2 separate regions of the Sus scrofa genome follow, and region 2 is linked to region 1. Evidence: chromatin contacts called from public promoter capture Hi-C data. All regions are on one chromosome and are shown on one strand. The core of a region is the stretch at or near the end of the contact, and the rest is flanking DNA. Distances in the headings are between cores, read along the strand shown. Region 1 holds the start of DROSHA (ribonuclease 3). Region 2 holds the start of TARS (threonine--tRNA ligase, cytoplasmic).

What was found. Promoter capture Hi-C pulls out the DNA fragments that hold promoters and counts their contacts.
Region 2: a contact with region 1 is called in a promoter capture Hi-C map of liver, with 5 times the contacts expected there. The contact joins the promoter of TARS here to the promoter of DROSHA in region 1. A contact is called at or near these places in 1 of 5 promoter capture datasets (liver) and 1 of 2 datasets of contacts at active chromatin or transcription factors (alveolar macrophages).

The regions. Positions count from the first base shown.
Region 1 is chr16:17,846,607-17,849,238 of Sscrofa11.1, reverse strand. It overlaps DROSHA (ribonuclease 3), which reads left to right and starts at 1,285. Exons shown (of 35, transcript XM_021077126.1): 1 at 1,285-2,435. C16H5orf22 (UPF0489 protein C5orf22 homolog) reads right to left here and starts at 967. Exons shown (of 10, transcript XM_003359737.4): 1 at 776-967. The coding sequence starts at 856.
Region 2 is chr16:19,453,958-19,456,589 of Sscrofa11.1, reverse strand. TARS (threonine--tRNA ligase, cytoplasmic) reads right to left here and starts at 1,296. Exons shown (of 20, transcript XM_021076644.1): 1 at 1,083-1,296. The coding sequence starts at 1,139.

The sequences.
Region 1 (2,632 bases), core at 36-2,535:
TGCTCTTTTCTCCCAGATCCATATGCACTACATCTAGGTCCCCAGAAATCCAACTTCCTTTTTATTCTCTTATCTTTTTCCATCCACAAATCTGGAATCACCCTCTTCCTCTTTAATATCCAGAGAACTCTCAAGACATACTACTGCTATTAAAAAAAAAAAAAAAAAAAAAAAAGAAAGAAAAAAGACTTAGATCCATGGGACTCTCGAAGGCTTTCGGAAGTCTAGATTACAACAGGTATCCTAAAGCAGCAATACTACAGATACAGAAAATATCTTTAATGTTTATAAATGCGGTGTTAAAAGATTTAGGCACGCACTCTGCACACAATAATACTCCTAAAGGACTTATGAATGAGCAACACTTAGTACCCACGTCACAGATGACAGTTCACATTCTTAACAAAAAGCTTCCCCCTTACACAGCAGGGCTGTGATGGAGATGCCAGGAGACAGTAAAGAAATCTGCGTTAAAGTGCAGGTTAAGGACTCCGGGCTCTGTAGTTCGACCGCCCACGTTCGAATCCTGACACCACTAGTTTGCTAAAGTGTTGTGGGATTTCGAACAAACCGCGGGGGTTAAATGAGCTGCCGGGCACTGCATAAACGTCTGCGCCTACTCTTCCAAGCTAGCCCGTTTGGTGTTTCCCCCACAGCAATGCAATTCGAGTGAATTACTAATTCTCGTCATCTCTCTGGCCTCCGAGGCCGAGGCTCCGCCGCTCCCTAAGTCCTCGGGCGATTCTGCCCCAGCGTCCGGCAGCCACCCGCTCACCTCCTGATGATCCTCCACCACCCAAACGGGGAGCTCCGGGTAGCACCGGAGCCGGGGGCGCTCTCCCGCGGAGTCACTCATGTTTTCGCGCGGGGAAGCGTCTCAGCGAGCCTGAAGCTCAGTGCGAAGACGCCGGCCTGCCGCAGCTGTGGCCCTGCCTCCACTCCCGGGTGGAAACGCGCGCTCACCCGGTTGCGGTTCCGGGTTGGAGAACGTAAGGGGCAGGGGGAGAGCACCGGAGGGCTTGACGAAGGCGATTGGCTTAGATTTCCGTCGCTCTTATTGATGCGCCAATCACTGCGCACAAGGCGCTGCGGCGAGTCCAGGAGCTTTCCCTACTGTGGTCCAGCTTTCAGGTTTGCTTTTAATTCTCTCGGTTTCCTGTTCCGGAGGCGCAGGCGGCGCTAAGGTCTTGGCGGCTCCGCTATATAAGTCTGGCTTTGCTCTGACGGAGATCCCGAGAGCCTCTTGTAGGTAAAAGGGGCAGTTTGAGGGTGTTGGAAGAGGGAGTGTTTTGGAGTGTCCGGATTTAAACCGGGCTGGAGTCCGGGGCTGGGGCGAGAGGCTCCTGGGAGTTAGATAGGGTAGTCCCTCTTCAGAGCTACCGCTAAGAGCAAAAAGCGACCCTAGGCCCAGATCCCACAAATAAATAGGAGTGAAGAAGGAGACCTTTCATTCATTGTGGAGCGCATGCGGTGGTCCAGGCCTGGGGCCGCCCGGGTGTCGGAGGGGAGACCAGGAGCTTACCTCGTGGGGCTCACAGTCTGGCGGGAGATGTAAACAGGGGAAACATGCAATTACAGATCAGTTAGACGAAGATGACCAGCCTGCAGATTCAACTCAGGGAGAGAGGGTGTTACTAAAAACGTAGTCACACTTTGCAACCCTTTCTTACATGGACCGATGTTCCTGGATGTGTTAACTATGCAAAACAGCTCCCTAAGTTTCTCTGCTTCGAAACAGCAACTTAGGAGTAGGCAGACGCAGAAAATAATTTTCCAGTTGCAGTGAGGTCCTTGATTTGAATTAAAGTTTGCATCCACAATACAGCCTAACCATGCCTTTAATAGTTGATTTCATAATTAGGGTTTTCAGGTATTCTATCTTTAAAATCATCCATAAGGATCTGATAGTGAGTGTTCAACAGCAGTCTGAACACACTGTTCAAGAGTGTTGTTGATCCTGTTTGTTGCCCACCTCTAGATTCAGTACACTTTTTTGTTCCCTAGACCCTGTGCATATCTCTTTTCTTGGGTTTATCCTAATACATATATTTAATGTATCTGTATGCGGATTCTGAGCTTAATAAGTAATCCAGGTTATGTATCTTACTCATCTTTGAGTGCTCAGGGCTTGTGACATGTGTAGGCTCACTAAGTGTTGCATGAATCAGTGAAAAGACGTGCTTTTGTCTGGTTTTGGTAATGCACATCTGTTGCAGATATATGCAGTGTGGAAATGTACAGTAGCAACCTAGAAACATACCATTAGTGAGACAGTAAACATTTATTGATCACCTACTATGTGCAGGATACTCTGCCAGGGCCTGTGAAGGATTCAGAAATGACTATGAATCAATAATCCAATCCATCAAGGAGCTAATAATCTAGTGGAGGAGTTAGACATGTGCACACATGGCTATAATATGAGGAAGTCTCTGGTAAGTGCTATAAAGAAGTAAGTACAGACTGAGAGTAACAGGAGTCTAGAAGGAATGGGATTACTTCCTAAAGGGAACTAAGAAAGGCATTACAGAAGAAAAGAGGTGGCATCTGACCTAGGTAGAGGGCTAGAAATTCAATGGGCAAATCATCAGGTAGGAGGTTTTAGAAGAGCGGGAACAAAGAACAAGCTTGG
Region 2 (2,632 bases), core at 47-2,546, 1.6 Mb before region 1:
TGTGGCTGTGGCAGGGGCCGGCAGGTACAGCTCTGATTATACCCCTAGCCTGGGAACCTCCATGTGCTGCGGGTGCAGCCCTAAAAAGACAAAAAAAAAAAAAAAAATTAAAAAAAATACTATAGGATTAGCCATATCAGGTAAAAAGAAGGGGAAAAATTAATTGCAGGTCTGTCAGTGAAAATTTAAAATGGAAAGATAATTAAATAATTCTATTTTCCTGATTAAATGTTTTTGATTTTGATCCTATGGGTATTTGCTAAAAGAACAGAAGTAATGGAAAAGGAGAGAATTAACACCAAGGCTTTTATGTCTTCAAAATACCTCTCCATTTTACAAATGAGAATAGTGGCTGAAAGAAAGTAGATAATTCCCCATGTGTGCACAGCCGTTAAGTAGAACAGCCCAGGGACATTAAAATGGTACACAGAACAGACTGAGGATGTTCCTGATACTAAAGGGAAAGTTCAGAGCTGAAATGTTGAGCTTTTGCGAATGGGCTAAGTATTGCCTCCAGCACCAAGCAGGGAAGTGTGTAACTTCTCTAGAGTTTGTCAGCTGCGGTCACCCAGCCTCCATCACTTATTATAAACCACCCAAAGCTTGAGCAAGTTGGACCAGGTCTCGGTGACTAGGCTTTCCCTTCCTTAAACTGGGGATCTTACCCCTACGCGGTTTTAGAATTAAACGAGGCCCTGCAACATTCTTCCCAACTATGGTGAGCGAAAGACAGGAGTCTAGGAGTCTGTCCGGAGCCCTAGACTCTAATTCTGTCTTCGGCTTCTAGTTAGTTGTGTGACTCAAAGCAAGACACTCAAGATCTCAGTTTCTTCATATACAAAAGAGAATGGACCCTGAAAAGACCTGCAAGGCCTCGCTCTACTGTATGAATTTGAGTTTCCTCGCCAAAGGAGGCCCTGACTTACTCAGGAGCTCCATTGCCCCTCTCGGACTCCTCCACCCCCCTACACCGCACCCCCTACACGACCGGGGCCACTTCCTCCACCCCTGGCTCCCCGGTAAAGCAACGTGGGTACCGGGAGAGCCCAGCCCAACCTCCAGGCTCTACTCTGCCCACTCACCGGCTTCTCCTCGCCTCCCATCTTTCCTGAAGGACTGTGGGCTTTCTCCTCAGACATCGGCAAATCACCCCAAAGAAAAAAAAAAAAAAATCCAAAACGATAGGCTGCACAGGAGAGTGGACGACAGATAGAATTGGGCTTGAACGCCCGGAAATCCTCTGCTTGCGCCACTCGTGCCAGCTGATGCAATAGGAAAGCGCCCAAACTCCGCCTCCTAACTTGACGGGAGAAGCGGCAGCCAATCGACAAGGGGGAATGGCGGGCCCTCCTTTCTCTAAACCAATGAAAAAGCTTGTCGGGCTATAGTCCTTCTAAGAAATCAGAGTGAGGCAGGGGCAGGAGAAGAAACTGCAGACGTTAAACCCGCAGGCCTGCTTTTCCCAGGGTACCCGGCTTTTCCCAGATCCTAGAAGTCCGCAGTGCGCCTGCGCCTTCTTCTGGGTGACTCGGTGACTCGACCTATTATTCTAGGGCCTTTTCGGCCACCGTAGCGAGAGAGAGGAGCTAAGTTTAAGTTTCCGGGAAGTCTCGGCCACCTGAATATCATCCCTGCCGCTGGGGCCGGACTCCGGAAGAGTGGCCAGCGTTCCCTGCAGCTTCGGCGTCGCCTGACCTGGCCTGACTGCTGAGTTCTGGAGACTTCTCAGGGATCCCAAGTCTGTGGCAGTGAATCGAGTGAACCCTCCTCACTGCAATTCAGGATTCCCAAGACCCAGGCCTTGGTGATCCAGGAACGAGCGCCTTTGCTCGGAAGTTCATTAGTACATGTCACCGCCTACCTATATTGCATCAGAAAGCATTGAACATGCAGTGAAACTTTCAATTAAGGAAATAACCACTCCGACTCCACGGATTCTCCCGTAGAGGTCTCAGTGTTTCGAATCTCCTGGTCTACTTTCATTTATTTTACCAGCCAATTGAAAACCGTTACTAATTTGAAATCAGAAGTGCAGTGAGTTCGTCTATAGTTTATGACCATCACCAACTTACTCCATCACCAGGTTTTATAGATTTTACTTTATAAATATCAGTCCTTGACAACTTGACACCTTCAGGGTCGTCCTTCCGTGAAGATCAATAACCAATAGCCTCCTGACCCGACTTTCTGCATTCATTTTTCACATGGCACCAGAATACAATACAAATATGATCATGACAACCTCTTGCTTAAAACTCTTCTTCAAGGGACTTTCAGTATAAAAATAGCCAAAGCTTTGAAGGCCTCTGACTGCCCAACTTTTTCACTTCACCATGCAGTGAACGAGTGATCTTACTGTTTCTCAGGTGTGCTCCCACAGGTTTTTTTTGTACCTGCAGAGTTTATTCTCCCCATCCTTATCTCTTCCTGCTCCACATGCTTTTTGCCTACTTTGCACCTATGTTAGCTCTCAAGAATTGTTGTCTTAGGGGAACCATTTCTTGACCCTTACTGAATGGAGCAAGTCTCCCTGTTAGATCTTCCTGCAGCTGTCTTTATAGCACCTATCAGTTCAGTTTTACGATTATAAAGTTACTGATTGAAAGCTTCTCTAAAGCACAACTTGTGTATT